3 separate regions of the Mus musculus genome follow, and regions 2 and 3 are each linked to region 1. A link is a contact called in public Hi-C and HiChIP or PLAC-seq data. All regions are on one chromosome and are shown on one strand. The core of a region is the stretch at or near the end of the contact, and the rest is flanking DNA. Distances in the headings are between cores, read along the strand shown.

The links. A called contact is a pair of places that touch in the nucleus more often than the background predicts. HiChIP or PLAC-seq counts read pairs in DNA pulled down with a chosen protein or histone mark.
Region 2: a contact with region 1 is called in an H3K27ac HiChIP or PLAC-seq map of embryonic stem cells, with 19 read pairs. The contact joins the enhancer-like site here to the promoter of 2410003L11Rik in region 1. A contact is called at or near these places in 11 of 39 promoter capture datasets (the C10 cell line, cranial neural crest, embryonic stem cells and 5 more), 21 of 484 Hi-C or Micro-C datasets (the AML12 cell line, the Ba/F3 cell line, LSK cells and 15 more), 26 of 115 datasets of contacts at active chromatin or transcription factors (the 230-238 cell line, the HPC-7 cell line, PVALB interneurons and 18 more) and 4 of 9 other capture datasets (adipose tissue, embryonic stem cells, liver and 1 more).
Region 3: a contact with region 1 is called in a Hi-C map of bone marrow-derived macrophages, with 51 read pairs. The contact joins the enhancer-like site here to the promoter of 2410003L11Rik in region 1. A contact is called at or near these places in 1 of 15 datasets of contacts at CTCF or cohesin (pro-B cells), 31 of 484 Hi-C or Micro-C datasets (the AML12 cell line, the Ba/F3 cell line, the HPC-7 cell line and 24 more), 19 of 115 datasets of contacts at active chromatin or transcription factors (the 230-238 cell line, the SCID.adh cell line, VIP interneurons and 13 more) and 4 of 9 other capture datasets (adipose tissue, embryonic stem cells, liver and 1 more).

What each region holds. Positions count from the first base shown.
Region 1 is chr11:97,596,790-97,600,605 of GRCm38.p6, forward strand. 2410003L11Rik (RIKEN cDNA 2410003L11 gene) reads left to right here and starts at 1,722. Exons shown (of 4, transcript NR_045496.1): 1 at 1,722-1,878.
Region 2 is chr11:97,509,592-97,513,407 of GRCm38.p6, forward strand. It overlaps Srcin1 (SRC kinase signaling inhibitor 1), which reads right to left. Exons shown (of 20, transcript NM_018873.2): 20 at 1-3,057. The coding sequence ends at 2,923. Among named protein-coding and RNA genes, the nearest start is that of 4933428G20Rik, 11 kb to the left of the region's middle. Within about 2 kb of position 1,915, at least 81 of the 459 cell types and tissues checked have an H3K27ac peak or open chromatin away from gene starts, as enhancers often do. A contact at or near this core is called in the Ba/F3 cell line, the HPC-7 cell line, the SCID.adh cell line and 9 more, where this site is marked.
Region 3 is chr11:97,529,935-97,533,750 of GRCm38.p6, forward strand. It overlaps Srcin1 (SRC kinase signaling inhibitor 1), which reads right to left. Exons shown (of 20, transcript NM_018873.2): 10 at 3,531-3,574; 11 at 3,088-3,278; 12 at 1,870-2,045. Among named protein-coding and RNA genes, the nearest start is that of 4933428G20Rik, 32 kb to the left of the region's middle. Within about 2 kb of position 1,942, at least 55 of the 459 cell types and tissues checked have an H3K27ac peak or open chromatin away from gene starts, as enhancers often do. A contact at or near this core is called in the AML12 cell line, the Ba/F3 cell line, the SCID.adh cell line and 5 more, where this site is marked.

The DNA of each region.
Region 1 (3,816 bases), core at 472-2,971:
TGGTGAGTTCCAGGTCAGCCAGGGCTACACAGAGAAACCCTGTCTCAAAAACAAACAAACAAAATGATGCCTGTTCAAGGATACCACAAGAAGATCTAGAGTCAACTAACCTGGGCGAGCCCACAGGGGCTCACAGGGGCTGAACCACGAACCAAAGAGCATGCAGTGGCCCTATATTTGTAGCAGATGTGCAGCTTGGTCTTCATGTGGATCCCCTAACAATTGGAGCAGAGCCTGCGGTTCATTCTGTGGCCTGCCATTGGATCCCCTTCCCCATGCTGGACTGCCTGGTGGGGCCTCAATGGGAGGCTTTTCCTCCTGCTGGGATTAGATGTCCTAGGGCCTGTTGGTACCCAAGGGGGGCTCCCCCTCTCTGAGGAGAAAGGGAGGGGATAATAGGGAGAGGAAATTGAAGGTGGAATTGGAGGAGGGGCTGTGTTTGGGATGTAAAGTGAATAAAGAAATTAATGAAAAAAGAGATGTCTCCTAATCTTAAATAAATTAATATATTTCTAAAAAAAAAAAAAAAAAAAAAAAAGAAGGTAGCCCTAGTACACAGGCATACAGTACCATTCTTACACAAGACCCTATATCAAAAAGTAACAAAAATTATATTAGTTCTGCCCCTAATTTTTCATAAGCTGAATCAACACCAATAACCATCCTAGAAAACCATTTTGCAGATCAAAAGTCGAATTCTTTTTTTTTTTTTTTTTTTTTTTTTGAGACAGGGTTTCTCTGTGTAGCCCTGGCTGTCCTGGAACTCACTCTGTAGACCAGGCTGGCCTCGAACTCAGAAATTCGCCTGCCTCTGCCAAGTCAAAAGTCGAATTCTTATTGGCTTACATACTCAGGAGGCAGAGGAAGGTCGATCCCTGTGAGTTTGGGGCCAGCCTGGTCTATAGTTCCAAGACAGTCAGGGCTACACAGAAGAAGGCTGTCTATATACATACATACATACATACATACATACATACATACATACATACATACATACAATTTAAATAAAAATAAAGTCAGCATGGTAGCATAGCACATGTCTTTAATTCCAGCACTCAGGAGTCAGAGGCATGAGAATATGTGATTTTGAGGCCAGACTGATCTACAAAGTGAGTTTCAGGACAGTTACACAAAGAATTCTGTCATGAAAAACCAAAGAGCCAAAATAGTAATAATAATAATATCAAAATAAATTTAATTATTTTCTGTTCCTTTTTAAAAATACATTTATTTATTGTGTGTGCACATACCTTCTTGAGTGCTGCTGTTTTTTATTTATGTATTTATTTATACTTTGTGTGTGCGTTTATTTTATGTATACGGGTGCACCACTGCTGTCTTCAGACACACCAGGAGAGGGCATCAGATCCCTCTTACAGATGGTTGGGAGCCACCATGTGGTTGCTGGAAATTGAACTCAAGACCTCTGGAAGAGCAGTCCGTGCTCTAAACCGCTGAGCCATCTCTCCAACTCCGTGTGTGTGTGTGTGTGTGTGTGTGTGTGTGTGTGTGTGTGTGTGCATAGAGGTCAGAGGACTTGAAAAGGCAGTTCTCTCCTGTGGTGGTTTGAGTGAGAAGGGTCCTCATGGATTCATATATTTGAATGCTTTGTCTGAGTTTGGGCTGACTTCTGGGAGGGATTAGGAGGTGTGGCCTTGCTGTAGGAGGTGGGTCATTGGCAGCTGGCTTTGAGATTTCAAAACCCAGAGCCTTTCCCACCCAGTTAGCTGTCTTGTCTCCTTGATGGCTGCTGTCTCAACATAAGTTCTCAGCTCCTGCTCTAGAGCCATGCTTGCCTGTTTCCATGCTTCTCCAGACGATGGTCATGAACTCTGCTGCCCTCCGGAATCATGAGCCCCAGACTAAATGCTTTCTTACGTAAGTTACCGTAGTCATGGCGTTTGGTCTCGATGCGACAGAATAGTAGTTAGCTAAGACACTTCCTGGCGATCCCAAACTAGGGTCCTCTGGCTTGGTGGCAAGAGTCTTCACTTGCTGACCCCTCTCTTGGGGCGTCGTTTGTTTTTATTTTTGTGTATATGCTTATTTGCACATGGGTTGTGTGCATATCTGTGCAGGTATGTTAATGCACATGTGCGGAGGTCAGAGGATAACCTTGGACGATATGATTATACACTTTTCTGCTTTTTTGTTTGTTTGAAACAGTCTCACAAGCCTGGAGTGTCCCCAAGTGGGCTAAGCTAGCTGGAAGCTACATGGGGCGGAGACTGGACGTGCACGCCATCTTGCTCGTGTTCTGCCGGGGGTTGGGGAAACTAACGGGCTTCAGACTTGTAAGGCAAGCACTTCATTGACTGTGTCATTCCGCTGGCATTTGGGTGTTGTTTTCTCTTGTTTTAAACGGGGTCTCACTGTGTTAGAGTGATATTTTTGTACATTGTGTGAAGATGTGTCTCTGTCCTTCCTTGCCTGCCTAAGGCACCTTCTGATTGGTCAAAATAAAAAGCCTATGGCCTATAGGAGAAGGTAGAATAGAGAGGGTGGGTCATCCAGCGCAGAGAGAGGAACTCTGGGAAAGTCAAGTACCGGAAGACCCGCCACCAAGAAGGAAGTCAGGCTTATGATGCAAGGAGAGGAAACCAACCATGTGGCCGAACTTAGTATAAATGAGTTAATTTAAGAGCTAGTTGGGGAGCAAGCCTAAACTAAGGCCATAATCATCGTAAATGAAAATAAGCCTCCAGCCGGGCAGTGGTGGCACACGCCTTTAATCCCAGCACTTGGGAGGCAGAGGCAGGCAGATTTCTGAATTCGAGACCAGCCTGGTCTACAGGGTGAGTTCCAGGACAGCCAGGGCTGCACAGAGAAACCCTGTCTCAAAAAACAAACAACCAAACAAAAAAAGAAGAAGAAGAAAATAAGCCTCCATGTCATTGTTCGGCAACTGGGGCGTACATGGAAAAGCCTTCGGGTTACAACTACGTATCCCTGGCTAGTCTACAACTCAGTGTGTAAACTATGCTGATCTGTAGAGACCGACCTGCCTCTGCCTCTCGTAAACTATGCTGATCTGTAGAGACCCACCTGCCTCTGCCTCTCAAGTTCAGGGGTTAAAGATGTCCACCACTCCCTTCATTTTGCTTGTTTTTGAAATTGGTTCTCAAATTACAGCCTAGACTGGCCCGGAATTCACAATGTAGATTAGACTGGTCTTAAACCCATGGTAATCCTCCTGCCTCATCTTCCCAATTAGTACAATTATTGGCTGGAGCCACCTCAACCAGCTTAACTATAAATGTATATGAAGGTTGGACTTGGTAGCATGTGTCTGTAATCTTAGCACTCCGGAGACTGAGGCACAAGGATCAAGAGTTTGACACTTTGCCAGCACCTGGGAGGCAGAGGCAGGCAGATCTCTGTGAATCTGAGACCAGCCCAGTCTATAGAGTGAGTTCCTGGACAGCCATGGCTATGTATAGAGATCATGTCTCAAAAACAGAACAAAACAAACAAAACAATAACAAAAAGAGGTTGATGCCAGGATTGGAGAGATAGCTCAGAGATAAAGAGCACTAGCTGCTTTTCCAGAGGTCCTGAGTTCAATTCCCAGCAACCACATGGTGGCTCACAACCATCTGAAATGGGATCCAATGCCCTCTTCTGGTGTGTCTGAAGACAGTGACAGTGTACTCATATACATAAAATAAATAAATCTAAAAAAGAGAAAAAGATTGATGCCAGCCTGTGCTACTTAAAAAAAACAAACAAAACCAGAGTTGACAAGATGGTTCTGCAGGTAAAGGCAGTCCCCACCAAGCCTGGTGACCTGAGTTCAGTCCCCAGGACCCAGTGATG
Region 2 (3,816 bases), core at 665-3,164, 87 kb before region 1:
GCCTTGGGGGGCCCCACTTGGGACCTCACTCAGAGCCTTTGCCCGAGGCCCCTGGGGAAAAGAGTATATTGTGGAAGGGGCCAGAGAGAACCCCCCATGCGAGTATCACAGCACAGCGGGCAGGGGTGAGGGGACCAGGTACAGGGTCCCCCGATGTGGCAGTTTCTCTTGTCAAGCACACACTGATGGATAGCGGCGAGGCGCATGCAGCTGGGGGTGGGGGCGGGGATTGACGTGCTGTGGGCTTTGAGAAGACAGGTGGGGTGGGGAGCTTGGGAGGGGTGCCGGGCGAGTGGTGCAGGGATGATGGAACACACACATGCACACGAGTACTCTCACACACAGAGACCCTCTCACACGCCTGCCTGCACCTGCATACAACCATACCCACAGCTGACGTTATCTAAACCCATCCCTATGTGGTCCTCACGTGAACAGCCAGGCGTGTCCACACACATCACACACGTCCTTACTCCCAAGGCTCTCCTCACACAATCATGTTGATACCAGGCAGGTCACATTCACATACATGTACAAGGCTTCACACATACAATATCACGTTTTGCCTATGCACACACAACCCATGCATGTGCACACACAAGTTATGTAGGCTTGTGCCAGCGTGTGCACACACACACAGAGGCTGCACACAATCCCATACAAATTCCTTCCAGGACACACTCGCGCAGTAACCAAATTGAAGAACTAGAACTACGCAAAGCCCACGGGGGCCTTGCCTGAGCTCGTGGGGCAGCCCCTGCATGAATAGTCACTTCTTCCACCTCCCTGTCTCTCCACAAAGGACACTCAACTCAGGACAATGACGGAGGGGCGCACACTCAGGTCTCAGGGCTGAGCGGGTGTGGGGGCAAGCAAAGAGTAGCAAGCAAAGAGAAATGGAGTGGAGGGGCCCCTCCCCCTCCCCTCCCAAGCCAGGGGTCTCTGTACAGCCAAATCAAACCAAACTGCTCCACAGGGACTACAGAAACCAGGCCACACGCCTGTCCCCAGCCCCTCCCCTGCCAGACAGTGGCCAGGGAGAGTGTGCTGTGGTTTTCTTTTTTTTTTTTTCTTTTTTAAATATTTATATATATTTATATTACGTATATTATATATATATAATATGTAAATATATTTTTAAAACAATATAAAATGTTAAGACACTTCACTTAAATGTAAAGAGTTGCTTGCAATTAAAAGTAATTGCATCATTGTGAGGTCCTTTTTTTTTTTCTATTTTTTTTAGGTTTTTTTGTTTTTTGTTTTGTTTTTTGTTTTTGTTTTTTTTTCTGGGAGGGATTTTTTTCTTCTTCTTTTGTTATTTTTCAAAAAGGCTTGCTTGCCTTAGTACAAAAATGACCCAAAGCTAGAAAACAAGAGCAAACTAACAAAACAAAAATAGAAATAAAAATAAACAAAATCAAAGAAAGGAAACACAACCCAGTTTTCCCTCCCAACCCAAACCCTCAACAGCTGCCGCTTGGCTTTCCCCTGCTGGGCGCCAGGGTCCTGGGGTTCTGTCCCTTCAATGGCTCCTCTCTGTGCTACTGTGGGACTGGTCCCAAGACCACACCTCTGTGCTTACATGCTTTGTGCTCCAAAGGGAAGCCCCTCCACCTTCCCGATCTTCTTCCTTCTTGCTCTGGCCCCACTGTAGCGGCTGGGGGCCAGGCCAGAACCAAGTCAGCCTCTCCCTTAGACTCCTGGACCCATTCAAAGCCAGTCTGTCCTGTGCAGGACCCCTGCAAGGTATCCAGACTGGAGTACTAACTGGCTCTTCTGCCTTGGGGACCCTCAAACACCTGACAAGTGGTCACCAGATCCCCACCGGCAAGTCGTCGCATCTCATGCCTTCCCTGAAAACCCTCAAATCATAGAGGCTGGCTGAAGGTCAAGTTGCGCCCTCTAGGGGTCAGAGACTTTACTGCACCCACCCGTCCCGTCTCCCTGTATCCCTCAAACCAGACCCTTCCCACCCTCCAAACATGTTTCTAGGCCCTTCCATCTTCCCCACCCCACCCCCATAAAATAAGTTAATGGCATTTAAAGTGCTAAATTAGGGAACTAAAAGTACCAGATGCCCCTCTCAGAACTGCCCTCTCCCAAGGCAGATCCCCAGGGGCAGGCTGTCCCCAGAAGCACCTTCCATAACAGGTGTCCTGGAGACCTCCTTCCATCTGTTGCTAGCACCAGCCGGACACTGAGCAGCAGCGAGCCGGCTTCTCCCCTGGCACCTAGTGTCCCCCCTTTCCCTCCTCACACCCAGCCTTGGCCTCTTCTCTGGGGATCCCCTCCAGCTAGGCCTGCTTCCAGGCCCACCCTGGTTTGAAAGAAAAACCACAGGCCAGCAGCAGAGTTCTGTCTCTTCGAAGGCTGGACAGACAGTGGGCGTCTCCAAGGCCAGGGTCTCCCTTGTCCATTGTCCAGCCTGATGCTGGGTCAGTCCTTGTCCATCTGTTCCTCCAGGAAGGAACCCAGTAACGGGAGGGGGGCCTCGCTCCGCTCCAAGTCTCCGTGGCTCAGAGTTTGTTCCAAGTGTTCTTGGGAAGTTAGAGGAGGTGGGAACTTTGGATGGACTTGGGGGGAGGGGAGGGGAGGAGGGTGAAAGAGCAGAGGGGAAGAAGATGACAGGAAGTGGGCGGAGCAGAGGCCGCTAGGGAACCGGAAGTCAGGGGAAGTTGGTGTGTTTGGTTTTTAGCTTTCTCATTTGCTCTTTAAAAAAGAAAAAAAGGAAAAGAAAGATAATTAAAGGAAATCGCTTAAAAAACCAAAAACACCAAGAGGAGATGAGAGGGCAAAGGGCCATGCCCCCTGCAACCTTTCAGGCGTGAGAGTGGGCAGGGTAGAGCGGGCATGAAAGGAAGGAGGGACGGATGGCGGGAGTATGGGAGGGGCGGGCTGGGGTGGTGGCATGAGGGGCTTCTAGAAGGAGATGGAAGAATTCCTTGCCCCAAAGGAAGTCAATACAGGGATGGAGGTTCTGGAACCAGAGGGCTTTTCTGAGCCGGGGCTTGAGGTCTCATTCGGACCGCTCACCTCTTTAGATGGTTTAGTGGCCTGGAACAAAAACAGGGGTCAGGGGTCAGAGAGAGCAAAGGAGAGCCTTCATGCTGGCTCCTGGCTGAAGTGTTGAAAAATGGGGAAACTCCACAAGTCCAAGAGACAATTAACTGCAAAAGCGAGAACCAGAGGGGGCGGGGCAGCTGGAGAGAGTGCTCCTCTGAACTGGGGGGGACAGGGTGGGGAAGTGTGTCGTCAGGGCACAAAGAAGGTTGAGGGGAGCCATGGGGTTGGATCAAAGGCCTGGAAAGCAGAGTGGGGAGGGGGGGTTCAGTCCATGGTTACTGAGAGAGGAAAGACAGAAGACAGAAGAGACACCAGAGAGACCCAGCCCAGGACAGGCAGAGGGGACAGGGGGTGGGAGGGGGGGTGAGGGAGGGAGAAGAAGTGTATGGTTAGTAGCAACAGGGATGCATCTAAAGCCAGGGCAGATGGGGTCAGTAGCTCAGCCCAGCAGTAAAAGTCCTGCCTCTGACCTCTGTGGGAGACCAGTCCTCACCAGAAGGCCCCTGGTCTAAGCTGGAATGAGCTAGCCCCATCTGGGAACTGGGAGTAGCCACCTGCCACCACCAGCATCCCTCCCAGTTCAGGGATCCCCACTGTGGCCCTCCCTGTTCATGCCCCTCCCCCATCCCAGTCCCAAGTGCCCCTAAGGTAGCTGGAGACCATTCTCTGAGGCACAAGCCGTGCTCCAGGTTTGCCTCCCAGTCAGAATGCCCTGTGCTCACGCGTGCACAACACTCTCCTTACTTCTTT
Region 3 (3,816 bases), core at 692-3,191, 67 kb before region 1:
AACAAAAACCCAGAGCTCTGGGTCAGCAGACAGACTCCAGGAGTCAACAGGCTTCAGTCAGGGGACCATATCTATCTAGACAAAGCCCAAGGCGTTGGCTAGACGGTCAGGTGAGTGGGCCCAGCAGGAATAAAACCAAAACCCAGGCTCAACTGCCAGCAGGTTGCCAGAAAAGAGGAAGGAAGGAACAGAGGAAAAGGAATATGGGGGGGGGGGAGCGCATAGGGGCTGCAGGACTCTTCACCGTGTCTAAGGCAGGAGGCGGGTGATGGTCCTTAAGGCTAGTCCAGAACCAACATACGGCCCAGCCCCTGCCTCACTCAAGGTGGACACGTGCCACCATCAGTCCCTGGGTTCTCTACAGTGAGCAGTCCAGGCAGTGGGTATGATGGGGTGAGGATTCTGTGTTCCTGGAGAACTGAGGCTCCCAGGAAGCCCAGGACCAGACAGTCATGAAGACAAGAGCACAGATCGGTCCTTTCATTTCTTTTGCCCCAGAGCTTTGATGGTTCCCCCCCTTAATTTCTCTTTAATGTCTCAGACTAACTCCTTTTGAAAATCCTGGCCCAGCTCCTCTATGCAAAACGGAAAGAGACAAGGAAAAGATGGGGAAGCGGAGGAAACAGAATCCCTGACACAGCGTGGCAGTCTCCGGTCTGCTTAAAGATCTGCGGTGGCTGTCACTACGTCATCCCACCGAGACAGGATGGTGACTTGGAGTTACTGCTGCTGGCTCATTACCATGTAAGGGGGCTCCTCACTGCATTTCAGCTGCATGGGGGGGTGTGACACAGGATCTTACCTTAAACATTACCAAAATGCATACCAGGTTTACCTGGGACCCCATTGTGTGACCACCTCATAAAGCCCCGGTAAGGCCCCAAATATGACTTAGTGGGGTAGCACCCTAGAACAGTTTTCTTGGCTCCCTGGTTCTAAGTCCCTTAGCACAGTCAGGCCCTCAGCTGTTTCCAAAAGAACTGTAAAAATATCAGCACTGATGACAATGCTGAAGCACGGAGGGGGTGGCAGCCACCTTCTTCACGTAGCCCCTAGATTCTGGAGCTGTCTCTGGATCCCCTACTGCCCCGTGTCACTAAAAAGGACCACAAGAAAGGAAGGGGCCTTTGCCTCAGCCCAAACAACTCAGGAGAAAAGGCTGCGGTTAGATGATGGCGCTGCTTCCTGAATGGACAGGGGAAAACTGCAGCATCCCCCTTCGCAGGTGCCAGACAATGGAATTGTGGCCAGACAGCCATTTGCTAAATCTGGATCAGACAGTCTTCTGTTAACCCTTCCATGTCTAAGCAGGGTTGGGTTATTCTCTGTTTATCCTTCTTCAAGACTACTAGAGCCTGGCTTCACTTTGCAGAGGAAGGGAAGGGTTTTCTTTGATGCTTGGTCTCAGGGATCAGGGTGGTAAGGGGTCAGGAACCACCTGGGCATGTGACAACATCCCTGTCGTTGCACCTTCTGGTTCAACCCAAGGGTGAAGCTGTATTGGTCTTAGGTCAGAAGGAAAGCAGGCACAGGGTAGAGGGAAAACAGACGGCTGGCGTTATGAGAGTAGGCAGCAGGCCATAGGAAGCGATACCATGGCAGAGGCAGGCACCAAGCCAGAAAAAAAGAAATCAGGAATTGTGCCAGATGGCCAAAGGTTTGTGGGTCATAGAGAAATCAGGCCACAGTGAAGGGTGAAATCAGACTTCAGAACACCAACAAACGTCATCTGTGATTTCAAATAAAGGACCTGCACCTTCCATATGAGCCAGGCTGTTCACCGAAGCCGCATCGTGCCCCCTTCTCCCCTGAGAAGTCTCCGGTCCTCTCCCCACCCCGCAACCCCTACACGCCTGGACCCAGCCTCACTTGAGCTGCTGAGTAATGAGCTCCTCGTCGTTGAGGTAACGCAAACGCTCCTCCTCCACCAGGGTGCGCTGCCGCTGCAGCGGGTCCTCCTGCCGCCGCGCCGCCTCCGACACGCGCATGCTCAGCTCCGCCTCGGTGCGCTTCAGCAGCGCGCGCACCGACTCCTGGTTCTGGAGCTGCGGAACGCAAGAATGCTCGCGTGGACCGGGTGGAAGGAGGACGCATGTTGGGAAGGGTGGGCAGAGGGCAGCCCCGCGTAAGCAAAGCTTCACAGAAGACTGGGTTGCTGGGCTATGGGTGTGTGCTGCCCCGAAGGCGTGGCAAGGTAGAGAGAGGAGTTGGGGAGAACCCAATAGGAGATCCCGGCCAGGGATGATAAGGCTCATGGAGGAGGCAAAGTTATACTGGGCTTCACCCAAGGCGACATGGCTGTGAGCAGCGGCGAAGACTGGGACAGCTGGGCAGGGAGATCAAGGTTATATTCTGGAGAAATATAGGGGCAGAAGAACAGGATGAGAATTTCTGTGGCCAAAGAGTAACACTAGATAAGGCCCTGACGACAGTGTGACTGTGGACCTGTGGCCTCAAGAAGCCCTGAGTGGAGACAAGACCTGAGGTGAAGGATTCAAAGTGAGATCTATAGGGTCTGCCGATGTAGTAGGAACTGCAAGACGAGTGCCCCAATTGACGTGGGTGGCCAAGATCTTATCTGTGGCCCAGATGGCAGCTCTCTGCCCTCCGCTCCCAGCTTGTCTCTGCTCATTATCCTCACCTGACAAGCCCTAAGCCCCTCTTGAAGAGCCGGCACGAAGATGCCAGGCTCCTGACAGGTGGAACCATCTGCCAGGCAGGGAGGGACAGCCACTCCAGGCTCAGAAAGGGGGAGCTGAGGAGACTTGGGGAATAAGGTTACAGGATCTGAAGGAACTGGGACCACCGCAAAGGATAGTGCATGGAGGGAGTGGTGGGCACAGCTCAGAAATGAGGAAGGGGACTAGGACTCAATGACGTGTCGGGGCTTGGTGAGGTTTAATAGTTAAGTGGAAACTAGAAGGGGAGGCAGACAATGGGTCTGAAGAAGGACCACTGAGCAATGAGGGACTCCGCTCGCTGGAGCGAAATGCTGGGGAAAGGTGGGGCAGCATTTGCAGAGAGGTTACAGCTGGTAGGTGAGGGTGGGGTAGGTGGGGTGTGCGGTGGGCGGGGAGGGGGCGGTACCTGGAGCTTGCGCAGCTGCTGAAGCTGGCCACGCAGGTCGCTAGCGCTGTTCTGTAGGCCACGCAGATGCAGCTGCATCTGCAGACGGCTGACAGCAGTGGGCTGCCCTGCAGGGGTGCTGCTGGCCGAGGGCGGGGGAGGGCCCGACACCGGAGTGGCCCCGCTACTCTTACTGCCTGACCCACACACTGCTGAGAGAGACCAGAAGAATGAGCCATCAGGAGAGTGGAGCAAAAAGGGAAGGGGCGGGGCCTCTCCACTCGAGGCCCCACCCCCAGCCAGAGAGGCACTGTCTGGTTATGACTGTCTACCCCAAGTGATGGTGAGTTCTCGCAGGAGTAAAGTGGAAATCTGTGGCTCGCCCATGATGTAGCTACTCAAGCTCCAGTTAAGGATTAGGAAACTAACCCTAAAACTCTGAGAGGAAGAGAAGAGTCACTCACGTGCTGAGGGAGTGGCTGCTCCATTGGAGCCTTCAACCTTCTCACTGTGAAGGAAAAAAATAGAAAATGTCCACGGGGGCCTGGACTGGCCTCAGGCCATCAAAGCTGAATGGGACCTTAAGCATCACCCAGCTCCCTGATCTTAGGATAGAGCCAGGGAAAACAGAAGGGAGTCGGAGTCACACAGTAGACACAGGGCTTCTAATTTAGCTCACTGTCCGTATCTCTGCCTCAAACTCAGGCCCTGACAGTGTGTTGAGGGGGGGCGGGAAGGGGTGGACTCTCA